Regions from separate parts of the Canis lupus genome. Here region 2 is linked to region 1. Evidence: chromatin contacts called from public Hi-C data. All regions are on one chromosome and are shown on one strand. Each heading gives the region's core, a stretch centred on a gene start, on an enhancer-like site or on the middle of the called end of the contact. The rest is flanking DNA. Distances are from core to core; before and after follow the strand shown.

What was found. Hi-C and Micro-C count contacts between places; a contact is called where the count stands out from the background.
Region 2: a contact with region 1 is called in a Hi-C map of blood, with 2.4 times the contacts expected there. The contact joins two enhancer-like sites. A contact is called at or near these places in 4 of 9 Hi-C or Micro-C datasets (amygdala and blood).

The regions. Positions count from the first base shown.
Region 1 is chr6:31,476,946-31,480,284 of UU_Cfam_GSD_1.0, reverse strand. The region is part of intron 1 of LOC119872198 (a long non-coding RNA gene); the gene reads right to left. Among named protein-coding and RNA genes, the nearest start is that of SNN, 40 kb to the right of the region's middle. Within about 2 kb of position 1,569, at least 4 of the 20 cell types and tissues checked have an H3K27ac peak or open chromatin away from gene starts, as enhancers often do. A contact at or near this core is called in blood, where this site is marked.
Region 2 is chr6:31,535,535-31,539,271 of UU_Cfam_GSD_1.0, reverse strand. The region is part of intron 1 of LITAF (lipopolysaccharide-induced tumor necrosis factor-alpha factor); the gene reads right to left. Among named protein-coding and RNA genes, the nearest start is that of LITAF, 18 kb to the right of the region's middle. Within about 2 kb of position 1,626, at least 10 of the 20 cell types and tissues checked have an H3K27ac peak or open chromatin away from gene starts, as enhancers often do. A contact at or near this core is called in blood, where this site is marked.

The DNA of each region.
Region 1 (3,339 bases), core at 320-2,819:
TGTTTCGGGAAGGTCATCATCGCTGCCCCCTGCTTACCTGTGAGGTACATGGGGTTTGGTTTGGTTTGGTTTTCATTTTTCTCGTGGTCAGTACCTCTGGGAGATACACTGTCAAACTAGAGCCTAAGATATTTGGAAATAAAGTAAAATCTTTATATGGGGCCCGTGGGTTTTGCCAGGTCGCCAGAGGGGTCCCCGGGAGGTGGGGACATCTTGGTTGGGTTCTCTGCCCTCTTTCCCTTTGAGGGCCAGGGGCCTTCTTACCATTTCTGACTGGGGTTTCCGGTGCCACATGAAGATGGTCACCATGCAAACACGAGGCACTGTGTGACAGTCGCCTGACCCTCCTGAGTGGGCCGTGGTAGAGGCACTTCTGGTCCCTGCTTCAGATTAAGGAAGCTGAGTCTAGGCCCCTGACAGAGCCTGGTATGCAGCTAAGTCAGGTCCCCACACCCCGATATTTACCCTAAAGGGAGCCTGGGCAGTGAGGATCCCTGAGCTCTTGGGAAGTAGGCCCTGGGCTGGGCTAGTCGGCATTTGTCAGCAAGTCAATGGAAGGCATTTCCTGGAACGGGACCCTTTGCTGCCCACCTGTTCAGCCCTGAGCCTTTTTCTTCCTTATTAACACATTTTGAGCATGTTCCAGGAGCTGGCACCAGACATCATCGCGTGTCATCCCTCCAGACCCTCGAGGGAGGCGCTATCACCCCCCTTCCCCTATTTTACTAATCAGTGAATGGAAGCACAGAGAGGTTCTGTGACTGGCCCCAAGTCACGCAGCTCCGGGCCTGTATTTTTGGCAACCACTCCCTGCTGCCTCTAGGAAGGAGGGCCAGACACCCGAGTGTAGCAAACAGACCCAGCTCCACCCCAGTAAGCAAACTCAGGAGGAGCACTGCGCCACTCACCAGCTCCTCTACCAGGAGAGATGCTCCTCCCGGTGTGCCCGGAGTCCTCCGGGCATTGCCACCATCCAGTCATCCAGCCAGACACCCAGGAGTCACCCCCAGTCCCATGACAACACTCAGATCCTCTTTCCAACCCCTCCCCTCACTACTGAGGAAGGTGAGGCAAGCCTCTTGATGGCACTGTGCCTCAGTTTCCCCACCTTTAGAAGGGGGGTGATGATAGGCCTACCTAGGCCTCGCTGTGGTCCTTGGCACAGAGTATGCGTTCAGCGCTAACTACCTTAGTTATCATCTATATCCGGTGCCTAGCGCAGTGGATGGGACACCAGAGGCCCCCAAGCAAATATCTGAGGGATCCAGTCAAGGCCCTCCTGAGCCTGGGGTCCTCGATGGCTTCCTCAGGAGCCCGAGGATGGAGCACAGCTCCCCAAGGGTCTCAGGGGCCACAGCTGGTCTCCCCACTCCCTCCTCCTGCCCACCGAGCTCCCTCACCCTCCGGCGAGCTCTGACAACACAGACCCCATCCTGCCTCAGGGTCTTTGCACATGCTGCTCTGCAGCCCGGAATGTTCTTTCGCCAGCACCCAGTCCAGCCGGCTCCTTCCCATGCTTCAGGTTTCAGCCTGCAGGCAGCTCCTCATGGACCCCCCAGCACGTGGCCCTCCTCCAGGTGCTCACAGCTGGATCCTCCAGCCGAGCCCAGCACCCGGCAGCTACAGCCGGCAGGCGCTCAACAAACACTGGAACGACCACATGCGTGCGCAAACCGGTGAATGGACAAATGGACAGATGGGCTCTCAGTCCCCATGCTGTGTTGCGGTCTGGGAAACCGAAGCTGGTTGGAGGTGACTTCACAGGTCACACACATCGTGGGTGACAGAGCCACAGTGACCTACATGACTGAAGTTATTCTTAGGAAATATTTCGTAAGGACAGAGGGACACATGCAATGCAGATGCGGCTCTAGAAGGCTTCCTCTTTGGGACATCTGGGTGGCTCAGTGGCAGAGCATCTGCCTTCAGCTCAGGGCATGATCCCGGGGTCCTGGGATCGAGTCCCACATCGGGCTCCCCGCAGGGAGCCTGCTCCTCCCTCTGCCTGTGTCTCTGCCTCTCACTCTGTGTTTCTCATGAATAAATAAAAATCTTGAAGAAGAAAAAAAAAGAGAAAATAGAAGGCTTCCTCTTTGATTTGCCTCCAGCCCCAGCAGGACAGGAAGTTGCATCCTAGCTGCTGAGTCAGGGGCGGGTGCATTCCTAAACCAGGCAATCGCCCCCCCGCCCCCCCTCAGCTCAGCTATACCCTATACCCTGCTGGGGAGGCAGGAAGCAGGCAAGCCACCTGCAGACAGGACAGGACTGGTTTGTGGTGGGCGGTCTGGACCCACGTCCCGTCCCGGGGGCTGGGGGGGCAGGACTGAGTCACGATTCCAAGAACAGCTGGGTGCAGGAGGCGCCTACGCAGCCCTGGGCGCCACTTAATCCGTGGCCCGCAGCCCGCGAAATGGGCAGGATGGTTACGGCCACCGCACAGATGTAGACACGGCTCCGAGAGGTTGAGGGCGTTGCCCTGGGTCGCCCAGCCGCCCAAAATCCTGGGGGGCCTGGAGCTGCAGACTGACCTGAACCGCCTGGCCTCGTGCTCCGGGCTTAGAACACATCGCTGCCTTTATTTTATTTTTTTTTTAAGATTTTATTTTTTTATCCACGAGAGACACAGAGAGAGAGAGGCAGAGACACAGGCAGAGGGAGAAGCAGGCTCCATGCAGGGAGCCCGACATGGGACTCGATCCCGGGTCTCCAGGATCACACCCTGGGCTGAAGGCGGCGCTAAACCGCTGAGCCACCCGGGCTGCCCACATCGCCGCCTTTAGAGTGTTTTTACAACAAACTTGCAAGATTTGGGCTGCCTTTCCGGGGGCCGCACCTCCCCTCTGGGATCTGAGGGATCTGAGGCTGTGGGATCTGAGGCTGGGTACCGGTGACCACGGGCACAGAGCCCACAGCTGGGGGCTGCCACAGGGGGGTGCACGCCCCGCGTGTCCGGAGCCCGCACGTCCCCTCTGCACCCAGCTGCCTCGTTCCTCGTCTGGCTGGTCTTGAGACTCTTGGCTTCTGCGCAGTAGGGCAGAGGCAGGTAGGTGACTCACGCCCTGACCTCCAGGCCAAGGACATGGGACTCAGCCACCCCTCCCTGCCTCCCTCCTACTCCTGGGGCTCCTCTATCAGATCAGCCCCAAAGGGAGTGACCCAGTGACCTGATCTGCACACAATGGGGCAGGAATGGGACCTGAAGGCTGTTGGCCAGTGACACCCCAGGGGGGTGCGGGGAGTCAAGGCTGAGAAGTTGGTGACCTTCCCATTCAGGGGATAGGACAGAGGAGGTGCTGAGCACCACTGCCACCCTGGTGCTCCGCCCCGTGCCCCATCTCA
Region 2 (3,737 bases), core at 377-2,876, 59 kb before region 1:
TATGACTGCACGCGCACACGTCTAATACTGCATGCAAACTGTTAGAAAACTTACATAAATTGACAGAAACTTACCTAAGTTTTCCCACATCTCCAAAGGGCACCTTGGCTATGTGAATCTACTTTTCCAAGAGCAAATTTAATGAGCTCTGAATCTATATCAGGCGTCTCTGACAAAATATTAGCATCCAATTTGGGATCTGATGTCAACACAAAACACACCCTGGATTTTGAAAAACTGTAAGACATTCACGTGAAGTACTTCATTCATAATTTTTTATACTGACTGTAAGTGGAAACGATGATATTCCAGATAGGTGGGGTTAAGTAAACTGTGTGTCTATGCACTTTTTAAAATGTGGCTACTGGGACGCCTGGGTGGCTCAGCGGTTGAGACCCTGCCTTCAGCTCAGGGTGTGATCCTGGAGACCCGGGATGGAGTCCCACGTCAGGCTCCCTGCATGGAGCCTTCTTCTCCCTCTGCCTGTGTCTCTGCCTCTCGCTCTTTCTGTGTCTCTCATGAATAAATAAATAAAATCTTTAAAATAAATAAATAAATAAATAAATAAATAAATAAATAAATAAAAAAATGTGGCTACTAAAAAATTGTTAAACTGCCTCTGTGGCTCACAGTTTCTGCTTCTACAGGTCAGCAGCACTGTGGAACAAGGGGAGCCATGCAAGGTGATAGAGAAGAGGAAAGGTCTGACCCAAGAAAGTGTAGATGGAGCAAGTCTGTAAGAGAAGCGCGAAGCAAACCTTAGAAGGCCCCTATGCGTGGGTGGAGGGGATGGCGGGTGGCGGCTACGTTCAAGTCCAGAAGAGACCGTTAATCAGGAAGGCAGAAGGGCAGCTAATGAGATTGCAGGGCATCTTTGTGCAAACGGGTCCGGGGTTTAAAAAAAAAGAATGATTGTGAAGGGGCACGTGGGTGGCTCAGCGGTTGAGCATCTGCCTTTGGCTCCGGGCCTCATCCCAGGTCCCGGGATGATAGAGTCCAGCATGGGGATCCCCATGGGGAGCCTGCTTCTCCCTCAGCCTGTGGCTCGCTTGCTCTCTCTGATGAGTCTCTCATGAATAAATAAATAAAATCTTAAAAAAAAAAATGATTGTGAGAAGCGGTTATGGTATGTTGTCAGTTTCCTCTGACACATGGGAACAGAAAAGCAGAAGGAGGAAAGGAGACGAGCACAAACAGCAGCCCGGGACACTTCGTTACCAGGTTCACCCCCCAAGCTGGATGATGTTCCTTCCCCTTGAGCTCCAGGAACCATTTCCTCCTCCTCCGCCTCCTCCTCCCCCACCTCTCCCTCCTCCTCCTCCCCCTCCTCTCCCTCCCCCCCACCCACTCATCACCACCACCACCCACCTCCCCGCAGCTGCTTCTGGGCAGCTGCTTCTGGGCCCGGCCTGCGTGTGCAGACTCTGGCTGGGGCCCAGCAGGCCGCCTGGGTGCTCTAGAGGAATTTGCGACCTCACCAAACGTCAAGGACTCGCTGTCCCTTCCTGTCTCAGGAAAGGCAGACAGACCCCCGGCTGCCTACACAATTTATTACAAAAAACTGACTCACAACAGAAAACCGCAAGAGCCGAGAACACCGGTCGGACAGAAGGCCTAAAATAGCTCGGTGTGCCGCGGTTTGCAAGGGCGGCTTGCAAGGGGAGTGCTCCGGGAGGGGGAGAATGAGGTCCTGGGGCACCCTGAATTGTGCAGAAAAAAGTTTGGGTTAAACCGCTTGGGAAACCATGACTCAACTCATGCCTCCACTTCAAAACCTTTGCTCCCTCCTCCCAAAGTGACCAAAGGCAGCCAGAAGCTGTGTTGTCAAGAGCCAACGGGGAGGGTTTGGGGGTGGGGACCTCCTCTCCTCTCAAGGAAGGAAGGGCCCTTCGCTTCTGGAAACCCAGGCTGGCCGGGTTGGCCGGGTTATCGTGCAGGCATCACTGGTCTCCAGGCCGCGGCCTAGTTTCCGAGCTTCAGGACGCTGCCTCTTGGGAGCATTGCTGTTGTATCCAACAGCCACGTCAACACGCTTAGAACTCTGAAAAGGATACAAGAGCAACAGGGCTGGGGGAATAAAAGCAAAACAAAACCCATAACCAGCTGGTCTGAAGGCTTTCTATAGAAATTCCAAAGCCTCCCTGCCCCAGGCCCCAGGCCAGGAAATGCCACATCGCTCGGGCCTATTTCTCTTTCTTTTTCTCCCAAAGCTCCCCCATTTCTTTTTAATTTGGTTTCCCCAGGGGGCAGGAGGCCCACCCCGTCAGTGGTAAAGGATCCGATCAAGATCAACCTGCCTCCACCTCCTGGTCCTCACCCCCCAGCGCTCTCCCGGCAAGTCTCTCACCGCAACACCCACACGCACAGACACGCACACCGTGGTGCAAGACACAGAAATAGACTACACGCGCGCACACACATGCACACGCTCCCCAGTCAGCACAGAACCCTCCAGATCAGGCCACCTAAGTGCTGCGGCGCGAGCACAGTTCCATCTAATACCCTGTGGGACAAACACCAAAGCATCTCTGGGTTCCACACAAGAGCCAAGAGCGGGGCCACAGCTCCGCCACATAAAAGCACAGCCTTGAGAATGCTTTTGGCGACAGTGGCCCTGGGAGGTTGGGGCAGTGTCTGCGGTGCCAGGTTGTCATGGTTACTGGGAGCCTGGGGGGGGTGGATAAAGGAGCAAACGAGGGGCTCTCCTTCCTCCCTCCCCACTTGGGTTATTAGGCCCCTGAGTGGCTTTTCTCTACTGCCTGCTGGAAAGGACACATGGAAGGCGATCTTCCACCCAAGTTCTCCCCACCCCCACCCCCCCAGTCCCCCCAGAGATCAAGGAAACGCTCAGGGTTGGGGAGCTGCGCGATGCCCATCTCTGAATGGCTCTGCCATTAGCCACTTCCAAGTGCTTCCAAATCCGCAGGCAGGCATTCCAAACCCATTGTTTGAACCGGAAAATATGACCAGGGCTGCCTCCCTGGGCTTGTAGCCTTTGCAGCACCAGGCGACCCGGAGACAGGGCTCAGCCCATGGCTCTGCTGCTACCTTCCTGAAATTCTCAAGACTTAGGGAGCTGGGCCCCCAGGTCACGCAGCCCAGGGTGACCGCAGGGCACAGGAAAGAGAAAGGAGGCACAGGTGATGCACGAAGATGCATTCCTAAAGGCGAGACGGGATGCGGACCTGGAAATCTCACGATCCTGGCCCCCACCTTCTCACCTGTAAATGCGCCCCTTGGAATCCCAGGGTCCCTAGCTGAAAATTCCCTTTGCTCCAAGTCTCCACCATTTCCTCCACGAGGGAGCCTCGCTCTTAAATGGGCAGCGAGGGAGAGACGGGATATTTATTCCTGGGCTTTCGGGACCGAGACTGACAGTTGCTCGTTCATCCAACCCAGGTATATAGAACAGGATTTCTCCGTCTTGTTTTCATTATAGCTGCCTCCACCACCACCACCACCCCCCTTTGCCCCTGAGGAGAAAATTTAAATTATATTTAAATTTAATTAATTAATTTAAATATAATTTAATTTCTGCCTAACAAGAGAAAATGAAATACTAAGAAATGAGATTTCGTTGGAGAGGGCTGAGTTTGGGAGGGCCACACACCACTGTCATCTCTAAGACTTCTTCTTTCTTTTCTTTCTTTTTTTAAATTTTTTTTACCTCTCTCCTAACCCAAAACTGACTTTCGCTCCCCTGGGTCCCCATTGAGAATGGGAGAGGGAGGTAAAGG